5 separate regions of the Mus musculus genome follow, and all the other regions are linked to region 1. A link is a contact called in public Hi-C, HiChIP or PLAC-seq, Micro-C and promoter capture Hi-C data. All regions are on one chromosome and are shown on one strand. Each heading gives the region's core, a stretch centred on a gene start, on an enhancer-like site or on the middle of the called end of the contact. The rest is flanking DNA. Distances are from core to core; before and after follow the strand shown. Region 1 holds the start of Npepl1 (aminopeptidase-like 1). Region 2 overlaps Rab22a (RAB22A, member RAS oncogene family). Region 3 overlaps Vapb (vesicle-associated membrane protein, associated protein B and C). Region 4 has its middle 53 kb from the start of Vapb. Region 5 has its middle 30 kb from the start of Ankrd60.

Region 1 (2,700 bases), core at 62-2,561:
TGCCAAGGCACAGGCAGAGGCAAAAACCTCAGTCTGTTCGCAGACCATCTGTAGTGAGAGAGAAGCAAGGTGGGGCTGAAGCCACAAAGGGACACCACCAGGACTCTCCCAATAGCAGCTCTACAAACCCAGACGGCTGTGCCCCCCCAGTAACCTGAGGCTGCGTGAGAAAAATGTCTGCCACCAGATGTTGTCCACTCTTTCCCAGACAGATGAGCAGGGCACAGACATAAGCCCAGGCCTCAATAAATCTAGGCTGGCATCTCTGATTTGTCACGCAAACCGATCCGGTGTAAATCACTCGGTGGTTGAAGGGTTAGAATGGGAGATCACACGGGCCAGCCTGCTGTGCTTGAGGTGGGCCACGGGCTGGGGTACACTCACCGGCCCAGCACTCACCAGGATACACCGGTGGGTTCCAGGAGGCAGGCAGGTTCTCACGAGCCTGGTGATGAAGTGGGCTGCGGACGGGCTGTTATGCCGGCTCACCCTAGAAGGCAGAGCTGCCACTGTGGCGCAGTTCAGGTAGAGAGGACAGCTGTCTGTGGGGTTGGGGTTGAGCGTGGCCAGAGCTGCCTGCCAGAGCTGGATTAGAAAGGAGATATGAGACGGACCGGGCTTCAACACGTGTGCTGTGTGGCTAGATGCGCCCTGCGGGCCACGCCTGCTTGTCTAAGGCACCCTAGCCGCTGCCACCAGGCATGTGTGGCTCTCTGGTACCCTACCACCCTCGTGGGACTGCGCCTCGCGCTGGCAAGGCCTGTCTGGGGACCCTCTGCTTCAAACACTTGGAGGCCCGGCTCCTGGGCCCTGGCTAGTGGCCATGGAAGCGGGTCTCGAGGCCAGAGGCCACGCGGAAAGCCGCCACTGGGCCTTCTGCAGGGCCCGGCCCAGAGGCGCGGAAGCAGGTGGCTCGGCCCGGGCAGGCCGGCGACACAGGCCGGGCCTCGCTGCAGCCAGGGCCTTGGGGACAGACGGCTAGGCCTGTCGCGGGCCTGCGCCCTGGGCCCGGCGGGGCGCGCGGGCGAGGCGGGGCCCGTGGCCCAGGGCCTGGGCTTGGCAGGCGCATGGCGGCCGCGGCCCGCTCACCTCCTCGGTGACCCGGGGCTGCAGCTTCCCGCGGACGTGGCTCCAGGGCACGCGGTGCAGGTGTTGCAGCTGGCCCAACAGCAGCAGGGGCCGGCTCTGGGGGTCCGCGTCCCCGGCGCTGGCCTGGAACTGCAGCCCCACGCTCGCCATCTTCCCCCCCACGACCCCGGCCGGGCCGCCCAGCACCCTGCGCCCTGCTCCGGCCCGGCTCGGCGCCGCCCCGGCCCGCCCGGCCTCGGCGCCCCGCCTTCCCCGCCGCCTCCGGGCCGCGCCGCCCTGCAGGGCCCACCCGGGGCGCGAGGGGGCGCCGGCGGAGGCGGGGCGCGGGCCGTACTGCGCCTTCCGGGCCTCCGTTGGGGGGCAAGTGGCGCGCGAGCCCCTGGAAGCGCTCCAGCTCTGGCTACTGCCCTGGCCCGGCTGGCAGTAGGTTCCTGGACTCGAGGAAGCCTCACTTGCCAGGGACAGCCGTGGCTACTGCAGTGGCCTGACAATTAGGCACTCGGATCCCCCCTTTATTCCGCGTAGGCCGCCTCCTCGGCCTAACGCTCGCCAGAAAGGTCACCATTCAGCAGTGGGCGCAAGCTGCCTCTGCACTTTGTCACCTGTGTTGGAGAGGAAAAGACAGCAGTGTTGGGAGCTTATAGGAAGTCATTTGAAAGGAGTCAGCTGCTACCCTACACTGCCCAGGTTTTGACAACTCCAGGCCTGGGGCTAGAGCTCAGTGACCTCCAGTCTTCTTCCTTTTTTTTTTTTCAAGACAGGGTTTCTCTGTGTAGCCCTGGCTGTCCTGGAACTCACTCTGTAGACCAGGCTGGCCTCAAACTTAGAAATTCTCCTGCCTCTGCCTCCCAAGTGGGATTAAAGGGGTGCGCCACCACGCCCGGCTGTGACCTCCAGTCTTATATGTCACTTTTAATCTACATTTCTTCTCTGTTATCAGCCTTTAAAACTAGCAAAACAAGATGGCTGAGCGAGAAAAGACACTTATTGCAGCGCCTGAGGACCAGAGTTCTAGTCCCGTATCTGGAAGGTGCAAACCAGTATCCAAAATGTGTCCATTGACTAAGAGGTTGACTAAGAGGTACCCACTCACACCGACTTAAACACACACACACACACACACACACAGAGAGAGAGAGAGAGAGAGAGAGAGAGAGAGAGAGAGAGAGAGAGAGAGAGAATGAATTAAATAAAACATTAAAAAAAAAAAAAAAACCCTACCAAAGCCAGTTTCATCACATAGCTCTCCATTCCACTGACCCTGCAGGCACCACCCACCTTATGTCCCCACCTACAAGCCATCTATGGTATGGATTTCTTCAGCTTTGGAGGTTCCATCAAACAGCCCAGAGCAGGCCAGCCCTGAAGACGGCAGTAGCTGAATGAGCAGAGGGGATTCCTTTGAAACTCTGGCTTTCCTGACGCAGAAGTCAACACTAATTGGATCTTATTTTCTCGAAAAAGAGTTTTTACAGCAACTGCATGTTTTCACACATTTTGTAAAGGGTACTAAGTGTTCTATCCCGATTCTCTGGTGTTTGCAAATACAGTGTGAGGCACAAGGCACTCAGGAGGGGCCGAGACAACTTGCAATTTTCCTAGAGGGTGGCA
Region 2 (2,700 bases), core at 192-2,691, 420 kb after region 1:
AGGGCAACTTGAGCTCACGGAATTATGATGCTAACCCAAGTGGACAGGAGGCTTCTGGGACAGCTGAGCAGGGGGCGGTGACCTCTGTGCTGACCACCGTGCTGTGCTCACACAGGCTTCTCCTCTGAGGCAGCCACAGGACACTTCCCAGCCACGCTCACAGTCACAGTCACACTTGCTGTCTGTTATTAGGGGCGGGCCCTATACATTTTTCAGGACCTTGAGTAAAACTACTTAAGGAACCCCAAGGCCACAGAACAAGCCTGACACTCTCAATCTTGAGATGGAGGCCTGGAGCTATCCTCTGTGGAGTTCTTTGTTTTCAGACTCTGGTTCAAAGAACCTAGAAATAAATGGCCTTCTAGGGTAAACAGCCAAGGTGTGTGTGTGTGTGTGTGTGTTTCTTAAAGATGGGTTTCCCTTTGTAGCCCAGGCTAGTCTTGAATTCATGATCCTGCTTCAGCCTCTGAGTCAGCACGCCAAGCTTGAGTTGTACTCTTGAACTATACCCTAATCATGTGACCTAGACAATAATTCAATGGCTAGCTGTTCTCCCGCATTAATCCTGAGCCTTAATTACAGGCAATCTCCAGGAGAGCACATTAGAAGGACCGCTGGAAGACTACTGAGCTCCTCGAGTATCAGAATTCATGACCCAGCAGGCAGCCTCCCAAACCCCAGCTAAGGGTGGCGAGTAAGTGGAGAAGCAAATCCTGGCTATACACTACGGGTAGGCGCTGTCTGCCCCATGGAGCCCAGTCAAAGTTTTGTGGTAGAGGTTCTCCATAAAGCTCAAGTATTAGGAACTTTTGGTGAGTTACTCTGAATAAATCCACAACTAAACAGCAACAGGGCTCCTGACTTTAGAAAGACCACATGGCTTTGGAGAGGGTGAGGAGAGAAGGCACGTCTGTCTACATGGTGCTAATATTCAGAAATCGTTCAGTTGCAACAAGTCCCAGAAGCTTGCCACCCAGCTCTAAGCAGCGACACTGTGGTGTTATGTGACAGCAGGAACCAAGAGCCAGCATGTGGGAGACACGTATGGTGACTGCTGGACGGCCAGGCCAGGCCAGGCCGCATTCCTGCTAGACTGAAAGCTAAGGAAGATGCAGGGATCAAGAGCTGCTTCCTCACCCTCTGCACTCCTGCAAGTCCTCCCTGCCTTCCACCAGTTCCTTTAACGCAAACAGACCTCCTTGAGTCAGCACTGAGGTCTTCAACATTCAAGAAGAATGAGCCCCAGCGTCCCACACAGCCCCCACTGCACCTCTTCCCAGGTTCTTCCTCTGTAGCAGGGCACTGTCTGCAGCTGTCTTTTTGCTGTCCTGGAACTTAGTCAACATTTACTGTGGCTGCCCACAGGGTACCTGGAACTGCCATCGCCCCAGCATACAGAACAAAGTGCCACTCAAGCACTAGGGAAAGAGCGCAGGTCAGGGAAGGCTCTGCTCTAGCTTGGCCACAATGTGGAAGGAAGTGGTGCAGGAGGGCAGCGCTGCCTGCTGAGGGTTCTACTTGCCTCTGCTTAGTTAGCAGCCTCAACCCTTGTGCTAGCCACAGGCTTCAAGCAAAATCTGGGATAGCTGCAGACACTCACTGTGCTCCTCCCATTGAGGGCCTTTGCACTTCACTGCAGATGTCATAGGACCTTAATTGGGTGATTTGGTGCTCATTCATGTGTTGGCCCTCCAAGTCCCAGGCTGCCACTCTCTCACCTCTCCTCCTCTGAGCCCTTAAGATGTCTCTTTATAGTACCAAGCATCCCTGCTGATTGTAAGAGAGTGAAATCCTGACTTATCTCAAATCACTTTATATAGAGAGATTATTTATATATTTATATTTGAAAGTTTTTATATATAGATTTGTATATAGATATATAGATCACTGTGACATATAGATTGGGTGTCTCTCTATAGTAGTAACATCTAGACTAGTATCAGACTTGGGATTGATGCGGCCTGCTGCTTCTCGATGGCCCCTGCTGGGTTCTGGGTTAGTTACCAGGACGGAGCCTGCCTACTGGACTCAAACAACAATTTCTTGCCAAAGACACAGTGCAGTGTGTTGAGGATAAGACTCGCCATAACTTATCTAACTGACAATGGGGATACTTTACCACACTGGTCCTAACTTTCAGGCTGTCAGTCACAGGCTCAAAGCCTGCCTTTCACACCCTGTGACCTGTCTTTTATTAACTTGCATCAAATTTTGTGATAAGAGTTGTCTGGGTCTTCGTTTCATATTTGGTGTACACTCAAACCTCAGGCCCTGCAATAAATCCTTAAATCAAGCGCTAATCTTTGGGTGACTTTACTCCAATTTCCAGACATCACTGACTCCACTCTAGGGCCACTCTTCTAATGCTGAAGTTAAATGATGCAGAGGGTAGGATAACTGCAGTGTCTTGCATTTTGAAGAACAGGCGCTGGCTCCCTGCCATTCAAAGGATACATTTCTATTTCCCAGCCTGCCATTTACTCGTTTGAGAAGCTTATTTTTCACTACTAAACTGTCTCTTTTCAGTCTCCTCGGAAGATCTTATTACCTCTGTAATCTAAAGGCCCTACAACATTATTTCTTAAAGCTACAACACCTTTCATATGCTTCTCCATTTTTTCATGACATTCTAAAAATATGACTTCCACACACATCAAGTAGTCATCATCTTTGGTCAGAGCACCTGTTCCCAATGAAAAT
Region 3 (2,700 bases), core at 134-2,633, 340 kb after region 1:
TAGGTAAGAGCCACCTTTGGGGAGAATTGCCGTTCTAATGCCCCTTCTTCTGGAAAAATCAATACCATAAAATCCTGCTTATTTATAAAAAACGAAGGCATCTTAATTTTACCAAAATTAGGGACACTGTTAAACATGTACTTACATGAGGAAGGAGGGATAAAAATGAAGGCAATTAAAGAACAAAGAAGCAGGGCCTGTTCAGAGACAGAGCAGATGCTTAGTGTGAACAAGACCCAAGCTCCGTCCTCAGTAAAGAGGGAAGAACAAAGCTGACCAGAGCTACTTCCGCTCCGCAGAGGAAAGCAACAGCGGGCAGTATCACTGGGGGGGAGGGGAGGGGCATTTAATGTTAGGCAAACCCTTCCGGGCATGAGGGCTGGAGACAGGCCAGAAGCATCCACTCAGGATAGAGCACGCCGCTGTGGTGCAGGAGAGGGAGGAGAAGGTCCACAAGAGCAGAGAATTGAAGCAAGTTCAGTTCATCGAGTCAGAAAAGAACAGCCATGTAAAATGTTAAAGCTATTCATCAAAGTTGGGAAAGTGGTACAGGGGCCTGAGTGTACACCTCCCTAACAGCACCCGCCATGGCTGCCCTAGCGGGCTGGAGAGAAGAAGAAGTGTTCGTACTTACTACTGCCTCCATATCAGAAGTGTCAGGCGGAGCAAACATAGACTGAACCATAAACTTGTGTTTACTTTTCTCATTGGGATCATAATCGAAAGGCTGTAACATCACTGAGAAAGAAAATATTTCATTAGGAGGGTCACAATGTGGTTATCGGAGTCGTTTGTCACGCTAGGTCTTACACTGTGGAGGAAAACAGCTCCCCAGCTCTCCCATCTGGACCCTGAGGAAGGCCGTGGCCAGCAGAGATGTACAACTTCCCCAACCCCCATCTTTCAGGTCAGCAGTTAAGGCCAGAAAAACTGGGGCCTGTCCCAGCCTCACAGCAGGTGCCAGCTGAGCTGTAGGTGGGTCTGGAACTTGGGTGCCTGATTTCTGATACAAAGATTGTGCGCTCACACAGAGCCACCCTCACCTATCTCACAGCTCTCGCTGAAGACATAAAATGGGAGAAACACCAAAGTCCTATTTTTCTCAAGGAAACATTGCCAAATGATCTTTTCGAGAAAGAAAACAGAATAACTCAAATCATTTCAGGATGGTTTTCACTTCTCTCCACCCCATTTCCCACGCAGCTCATCAAGGTAAGGCTTGAAATATGATTTTGCCAATAGAATTCTGGAGACGGCATAAAAGCTGGATTTGCCACAGCAGGAAAAGCAATTCCAACTCCTGCCCTACCCCCACCCAGAACCCAGAGGGAGCTCACCCAAGGCACCCCGCTGTACTGAGGGAGTCTTGTATTCTGATTCACTTCCTCGGACCTGTTTCCCCATGACTCAGCCAGGCCCAGTTATAGGAGGGCTGCTATACTCTCTCTGCTGCACAGCTTTAATAAGCTTTGCCCCTAGTGGCCTTCCCTGAAACCTAAGTTCACAATCAGGGGGCACCTCAGAGTCAGTGTGGGCCTTGCATCTCCAACCAGAACCTAGGCTCCTGCTCTTCAGACTGCCATTACCCCACTCCATCCGAAGAAGCAGGCGCTGCTGTGGGAGGAGGGCATTATTCTGCTGTCTATTTTTCTGATTAAAACAACAACAACAGCAAAATAAAAAACAGAAAAACCTGAAATAGAACCCAGTTTCCTTAGTCCACAAATGCATGCACACGCGCGCACACACACAGGCACGCACACACGCACACACACACACAGGCACGCACACACGCACACACAGGCACGCACACACGCACACACACACACACAGGCACGCACACACGCACGCACACACACAGGCACGCACACACGCACACACACACACAGGCACGCACACACGCACACACACACACACAGGCACGCACACACGCACACACACACACACAGGCACGCACACACGCACGCACACACACAGGCACGCACACACGCACACACACACACACACACACAGGCACGCGCGCACACACACACACACACACACACAGGCACGCACACACGCGCACGCGCGCGCACACACACACACACAGGCACGCACACACGTACGCGTGCGCACACACACACACACACACACACGCACACACACACATAGGCACGCACACACACACAGAGGCACGCACACACACACACACACACACAGGCACGCGCGCGCACACACACACACACACACACACACAGGCACGCATGCACACACACACAGGCACGCACACACACACACACACACACACACAGGCACGCGCGCACACACACACACACACACACACACAGGCACGCACACACGCACACACACACAGGCACGCACACACGCACACACACACACACACAGGCACACGCACGCACGCACACACACACAGGCACGCACACACGCACACACACACACACACACACACAGGCACACGCACGCACGCACACACACACACACACACACACACACACACAAACCCAAAGGTCTGCCCCACAGCTCCTGCTACTGTGTATCAAAGGATATCAGGCCTGCCTTCTGCAGTCTGTCCCATGAGAAGTTTCTCCTTCCTAGATAGGAGGAGATAAAAGGCTAGGAGGGGTTCCTGCCTGGCTGAGTCCAGGCTTACATTCATTCCCACACTATGGGTCCGATTTGCCTGTAGTTGGTAGCCCACAC
Region 4 (2,700 bases), core at 84-2,583, 320 kb after region 1:
AAGCCCAGCCTGCTGCGTACTCCCAATACCCCCTCCCTCATCCCTCCATTGTGCCTCCTATACGGAGCACCGAAGCTCTGGCTGTCTGCAGCAGCGTCCAGCCAAGGCTCCCTACACCCCAGATGTGTCTGCCTCTCTGTTTCTTGATTGCAGAAGGGGGCTGGCTGGGGATCTCTGCCACATGTCCTCCCTCGGCACTTTCATTCAAGTCTCAGACTGAATACTATCTCCTCAAGAAGACTAGCATTAGTGCCTCCCCCCAAAACATCACCCCCCCCCCTCTCTTCCACCCACCATGGCCACATGTTGATCAGTGTTAGAAGGGCTTTTAATTCATTCATGTCTATCTTCTAGACAATGTAACCCCATCTCAGCATCTTCCCGGTGGGCTCAGAAATGCCTGGGGCCGGGTGGAAAGGGCCTGAGAACATAGGTGACTCTTGAGGATACAGGGACTGGTGAAAGCCAAAGGCCACTTGTGGCCTCCCTGGTGGGAAAGACTGAAGCAGTTTCTCTGTAGCTTCCATATGGAGACATGTGGGCACAGAGAGGGGCTTGGCACAGGGCTTCACAGTAAGCAGAGGCTTGGGTCAGCTAGATCCCGGCTGGGGACAGAGGTCAGGGCGTTCTAGGAGGAATGTGGGGGCTTCTTGCTGTAACAGGGAAGGTCATTTGGAATGGCTCAGCAGGTCCTGTGCTACCTGGTTACATACGCTAAATCAGAGGGTGCTTCCGGGCTGGGCTTCGTTCGCTATGCCCACTATGGAGAGAGCTGACAGAAGAAAGCCTCTTTTAGTGAGGAGAGAAGTGGTGGGCAGAGGCCAGGGCCTCGAAACCCCCAGGCCTTGCCACCCTGGCAGAGAGAGAGACCCAGAAGCATTCTCCTTGGCAGAAGGGAAGAGCCTAGTCTCGGCTGTGAAAAAACAAAACAAAATTAATGTTCTCCACTGTGTGTGCAGTCACGTTGACAGGGAGGCAAAGCCCGTGCGGTTGATAATTTCACAGTGCAAGTCCCAGGAGAGCAAAAGAGCTTTTTTTCTTTTTAATAAAAAGTTTAGATTGTACACAGCTCTCGGAGGCCCGTTAGCTACCAGACTCTGCCTAGCAGAGGCCGTTGTTTCTTTGCTTTTCTCTAAGCGAATGTGTTTAATCTCCCAGCGGTACCACCGAGCAAAGAAGCAGTGTGTGTGTGTGTGTGTGTGTGTGTGTGTGTGTGTGTGTGTGTGTGTGTGTGTGTGTGTGCTGCTGACGCTCGCTCGGCCTCTCCGTGTGTCCTCTCCTGGGAGCCAGGGTGACTCAGGCTCTGGCTGGAGCCTCTGACGCAGGTGGAATTGCATTAGGGCCCTGGCAGGGGCTGGTGCAGGGCCATTAGTCACTGATGAGGGCTGGGGGCAGGGGTTGTTCCCACTTACAGAGGTGGGCTTCGGGTGGCAGCCGTCCACCTCCCGTCTGCTCAGAGCTAGTCACCTGAAGAGATGGAAGACCCACTTCCACAAAGGGCAGAAATCATCCGTCCACACTGGAGGACTCTCCTATAGTCCAGGCAGCCCCCTCCTCCATGCCAGCCATTCTGTGGTCATCTCTGTTTTCTCACAGAGCTCAGCCCACTCCTTCCGGCTCCTTCAGCCCCTGCTCAGCTGGGTTGTCGCCCCCTACATCTCCATCACACATTTATCAACAACATCCTGTTTATTCACTTGGATCTCCAGAACAGCAGACCTCCTGTCAGGGCCCCTGCTGGGCCTCCCGCTTGCAGTGTCACCTGGCCCTGCAGGCGGGAGCTTACCAAACACTGGCTGAATGGGTAAATGCCGCCCGCATCCTGTCTGGAGGCTCAGGATGGGCTATTAAGTATCTACAAGGCACACACTGGCTTTAAGCACTCTCCATACTGCTTTTTCAGAAAGAATGGACGGAGCCAAACGCAGACATAAGACCTGGAGGACACTTGGCTCTCTTGGGGTAGTTGGTTTTAGAGCATCGAGGGTAACTCCTGTCTCAGATCAGGAGGCCACGGGACCTGACACTGTCCCAGGCACCCCAAGGGACCGAGAGGTCCTGAACCCCTTGAAAGAGCCATAGGTCGGTCAAGCCTCCTGCCCTGGCCCTGAAGGCCTGCCCCACAGCAGGTGACTGGCAGAGGGCTCTAGGCCATCCAGCCCCCAATTAGAAAACCAACAACACTGTGCAGACTTGTTGAGGGGGGCCTCCTCCCAGTGTGTTGCCCTTCCTAGGGGGCATTTAATAATTGATATCTTAGTCCTGGGGTACCTTTTAAATCTCTTAGACTAAGGGGAGAAGTAACAAGCAAAGGAGGTCTTGTTTGTTAAAAGAAATGCAAGACACCTCAGGAGGGAGTCCGGCTTTCAGACTCTGAGCTGAAGAGGGTCAGGGCTCTGTTCCTCTCCCTCCACTTCCTTCAGAAGTTCTAGGCTAAGTAGAAAGGGAGAAGAGAATGTGGCCAGCAAGATGGGAGTGAGACTGAGGCTGGGATGGATAGGTAGTAGCTCCTCCCTGACAGTAGGCCTTGGAGAGCTGAATTCGTAGGTGGTCAGGATAAGGCTCAGAAGCAAGCTCATGTGTCACAGGTCTGGGCTTAGAGAACTGGCTGCCTGGCCAGCTTACAACAACAGAAGAGCAGAAGGGCTGGGCACAGGGCATCTTTGCAGTGCTTCTAAGTGTGTAAATTAAGGAGTTGTG
Region 5 (2,700 bases), core at 192-2,691, 500 kb after region 1:
AAGACTGAAGCTCAGGCAATGAACCATGGGGCTGGAGATGTAGACCCTTGAGCTGGAGTCAGGAAACCTCCAGTGTCACCATCAGCCTGTGCCCTCTCATCCCCCATTGCTATCCCCTGGGCCTCAGACAGCTGAGTGTTTGTGCACATGTTTGCTGTGTGTTCTGTCTTCTGTGTTCCCGGATCTGCCACATGGCCCCAGGGAGAACATAGTTGAGAAGCAGCGACCTCCAGGGGCTGCCACTGGGGCAGGCTGGGGGTGCAGAATACAAGGGGACAGGAGAGGTCAGAGTCCTGCAGACTGGCCCTGCTTGCTACCCTTCCCGATGGCTTTCCTGTCTCCTCTGGCTTGGCTGTTGGCAGACCAGGCAGTCCTAGTGTCGAGTAGCCTTTGTGGCCACAGCCTTGGGCCTTGCCCTCTTGTGCCCTGCTATGGAGTGACCATCCGTGACAAGGTCTGTTCACTTCTGGGACCCGTTACAATTTTCTTGCCTTCCTCTCCTGACAGTGAACTGTTCTCTATAAAAATGGGAATTTTAGGTGCTTTCGTCTCTAGCTGCCACTGGTGCCTTTGCACCTGATGCTGATCCATAGTGGCCTTGGGTGCGAAGCATCGCGTGTCTGCAGTACGCGCCGCTGTGGTGAGGCCCAGGCTTGTACAGCAGCAGAAGCTGTCTCTCACTCTGACACCTGGCCCAGTGGGCCAGACGTGTGTCCATTCACCAAGCCCCAAGAGAATAAATGTCCTGTCACCCGCTGCCTGTGCTGATGGTGCGCTGAGGACAGCGGGCACCTCAGACATGGTACAACCCTCCATTGTCACCCTCTGCAAGTCACATGACAATTATGAAAAATACACAAAAATGTACATACGGGAGGAATGGTTGCACCAAGAGGCTGGGGCTCCCTCAGGCAAGAGGGGGGGGTGGTTAAAGGGCAGACCCAGAGGAATATGGAGAGTGCGGTGGGAGGCCTGCCTCCATCCTGAGAAGGCATCTACCCCATCTCCTGTTTCACCTTCCACCATTTTCCCTCCAGGTCAGAAAACCCAGCCAGGAAGCGCTACTGGCCCTTCTGGAGCAAGGTCTCATTTCCCAGTGTGACATTGAAGGCTAAGTATGTCCTGCTCTGCTGGAGCGGTCTGCTCCCAGCCGTGATGATGAATGCAGGAAGGAGGCCATGAGCGTAAGTCTTCCTTGGGAGTGGCTTGCACAGCTGGTGGCTAATTCAGGACTTGAATTCTCACAGGAGTTGAACTTCAGGCATGCACCATTCTCTGAGTTAGATGGTCAGAGTTTATTCAGGAAAGTTTCATGGGTAACCTTGATCCTGTCTTTAGACATGCTCATTCTTGGAGTACCAGGGCTGGAGGAGTCTCAGCCAAGTGAGTGCCAGTCACCAGCCACTTACACTGTTGACACTGCTGCTGGGCGGGATGCCCAGTCTTACAGTAAAGCTCAGTCTAGAGGCGTGGGGCCCACGATGGTGTATGAGGTAATGTGTTACACAGTACTTAGTAAAAAAAAACCCTTTGCTATATCTAATGTGTTATATAAACATGTTAGACCAGGAGGGGTGTGAGCAGTAAGCAGTCCCTGATGGGTGGGGTGGCAGCACACTTGGAGGGGCAGAGGTGTGTGCTCAGGGGCCCTGCCAGCTTGGTTTTCCATGTAGCATCCAGTGGTAGCAGGCTGCATACCACTATTAAGGGACTGTATAGGCAGCCAGGGCTTCCTCCTTCCTCCTTCTTCCTTGGTAGGTGGTGAGCGTGCTGGCTTCTGCTGTACTTACCCAGTGCCCCAGCCCGGCCTTGCTTGTTCTCTGTGTTCAGGGACCATCATGAGCCATCTCATTTCCTTTGGCAGCTGCCCCTTCACTGCCCTGTACAGATGAGGCTTGTGTGCTTGACCCCTTCCTCGAATTATGGCTCAGAGCTGCAGGATTGGTCCAGCCTTTTAGGAAATAATTTTGCATAAATGGTTTTAAAATCCTAGGCCTGGGTGATGAGCACAGGGTGAGCAGAGAGCTGGTCTCTTGTTCAGAGAGGAATGACGTGAGAGGAAGGAATTATCTCCTTCCCCAAAGTGCAAAAGCATTATACGCCATGTAGCTAAAAAATTATATTGCAGTGTCAGAACATTTGGCAATTATTCTTCATTTATATAAAAGTGTTTTTTCAACTATGCGTTAAAGGTCTAGATTTTTAAACTAATTTAATTTTTTGCATATTCCATATGTTTATAAGATGAATCAGTCTGAGGAATAATTGATTATTAAAATTCAAATTCTCCAGGGTTCTTTTATAAATTTCAAGTTTCTCTAAAAGAAATTTAATTTACTTTGCAAAATGAACCTGGATAATAGCATTTAGTCGGGGTGTTTGGCAGTTGAGCAGTGAACTTTGCCAAGTAGATCTCCGTTTTCATTTAGAACTCTGTCCAACGGGTTTCCAAGGTCACAGCTGGCACTCAAACACCTTATCCCTAAAGACTGGCAGTGCCGAGGGCACCAGAGCCGAAAGCATTGCTGCAGGATTCACTTTATTTTGTCTCCAAATACTCCATTCTTATCAGCAATGTCTGTCCCAGCCCTCAGCCATTTGGAATATAAAGCAAGCCTCCCGTGGAGTAGACAGTCCGATCCCACAGCGAGGGCATTTGCAGAAGAAACTGCTTTCTGGCTTGTGACTCTGAAGCCCTAC

Evidence for each region. Promoter capture Hi-C pulls out the DNA fragments that hold promoters and counts their contacts. Hi-C and Micro-C count contacts between places; a contact is called where the count stands out from the background. HiChIP or PLAC-seq counts read pairs in DNA pulled down with a chosen protein or histone mark.
Region 2: a promoter capture Hi-C map of the HPC-7 cell line shows a contact between it and region 1, with 3 times the contacts expected there. The contact joins the enhancer-like site here to the promoter of Npepl1 in region 1. A contact is called at or near these places in 8 of 39 promoter capture datasets (the 3T3-L1 cell line, the HPC-7 cell line, cranial neural crest and 4 more), 6 of 115 datasets of contacts at active chromatin or transcription factors (craniofacial prominence, embryonic hindbrain, large pre-B cells and 3 more) and 1 of 9 other capture datasets (adipose tissue).
Region 3: a contact with region 1 is called in a Micro-C map of granulosa cells, with 1.8 times the contacts expected there. The contact joins the enhancer-like site here to the promoter of Npepl1 in region 1. A contact is called at or near these places in 6 of 39 promoter capture datasets (the 3T3-L1 cell line, hippocampal neurons, liver and 1 more), 6 of 484 Hi-C or Micro-C datasets (B cells, the G1E-ER4 cell line, bone marrow-derived macrophages and 2 more), 8 of 115 datasets of contacts at active chromatin or transcription factors (bone marrow-derived macrophages, craniofacial prominence, differentiating embryonic stem cells and 5 more) and 3 of 9 other capture datasets (embryonic stem cells, liver and pancreatic islet).
Region 4: a contact with region 1 is called in a Hi-C map of uterus, with 2.9 times the contacts expected there. The contact joins the enhancer-like site here to the promoter of Npepl1 in region 1. A contact is called at or near these places in 11 of 39 promoter capture datasets (the 3T3-L1 cell line, cranial neural crest, embryonic stem cells and 7 more), 11 of 484 Hi-C or Micro-C datasets (B cells, the G1E-ER4 cell line, the N1E-115 cell line and 6 more) and 5 of 115 datasets of contacts at active chromatin or transcription factors (bone marrow-derived macrophages, craniofacial prominence, embryonic hindbrain and 2 more).
Region 5: an HNF4G HiChIP or PLAC-seq map of pancreatic cancer cells shows a contact between it and region 1. The contact joins the enhancer-like site here to the promoter of Npepl1 in region 1. A contact is called at or near these places in 11 of 39 promoter capture datasets (3T3-L1-derived adipocytes, the C10 cell line, HPC-7-derived erythroid cells and 7 more), 12 of 484 Hi-C or Micro-C datasets (CD8 T cells, bone marrow-derived macrophages, cranial neural crest and 9 more), 13 of 115 datasets of contacts at active chromatin or transcription factors (craniofacial prominence, differentiating embryonic stem cells, embryonic basal ganglia and 10 more) and 2 of 9 other capture datasets (embryonic stem cells and embryonic tail).

Annotation. Positions count from the first base shown.
Region 1 is chr2:174,108,962-174,111,661 of GRCm38.p6, reverse strand. Npepl1 (aminopeptidase-like 1) reads right to left here and starts at 1,311. Exons shown (of 12, transcript NM_213733.2): 1 at 1,090-1,311; 2 at 400-585; 3 at 1-48. The coding sequence starts at 1,239.
Region 2 is chr2:173,684,927-173,687,626 of GRCm38.p6, reverse strand. All of the region lies in intron 2 of Rab22a (RAB22A, member RAS oncogene family), which reads right to left. Among named protein-coding and RNA genes, the nearest start is that of Mir6340, 15 kb to the left of the region's middle. Within about 2 kb of position 1,441, at least 23 of the 459 cell types and tissues checked have an H3K27ac peak or open chromatin away from gene starts, as enhancers often do. A contact at or near this core is called in the HPC-7 cell line and memory CD8 T cells, where this site is marked.
Region 3 is chr2:173,769,559-173,772,258 of GRCm38.p6, reverse strand. Vapb (vesicle-associated membrane protein, associated protein B and C) reads right to left here. Exons shown (of 6, transcript NM_019806.5): 3 at 635-738. Among named protein-coding and RNA genes, the nearest start is that of Vapb, 33 kb to the right of the region's middle. Within about 2 kb of position 1,383, at least 80 of the 459 cell types and tissues checked have an H3K27ac peak or open chromatin away from gene starts, as enhancers often do. A contact at or near this core is called in bone marrow-derived macrophages, differentiating embryonic stem cells, embryonic stem cells and 2 more, where this site is marked.
Region 4 is chr2:173,789,059-173,791,758 of GRCm38.p6, reverse strand. It overlaps the pseudogene Gm14371. Among named protein-coding and RNA genes, the nearest start is that of Vapb, 53 kb to the right of the region's middle. Within about 2 kb of position 1,333, at least 109 of the 459 cell types and tissues checked have an H3K27ac peak or open chromatin away from gene starts, as enhancers often do. A contact at or near this core is called in the N1E-115 cell line, muscle stem cells, nephron progenitors and 2 more, where this site is marked.
Region 5 is chr2:173,607,217-173,609,916 of GRCm38.p6, reverse strand. It overlaps the pseudogene Ppp4r1l-ps. Among named protein-coding and RNA genes, the nearest start is that of Ankrd60, 30 kb to the right of the region's middle. Within about 2 kb of position 1,441, at least 40 of the 459 cell types and tissues checked have an H3K27ac peak or open chromatin away from gene starts, as enhancers often do. A contact at or near this core is called in neural stem cells and pancreatic cancer cells, where this site is marked.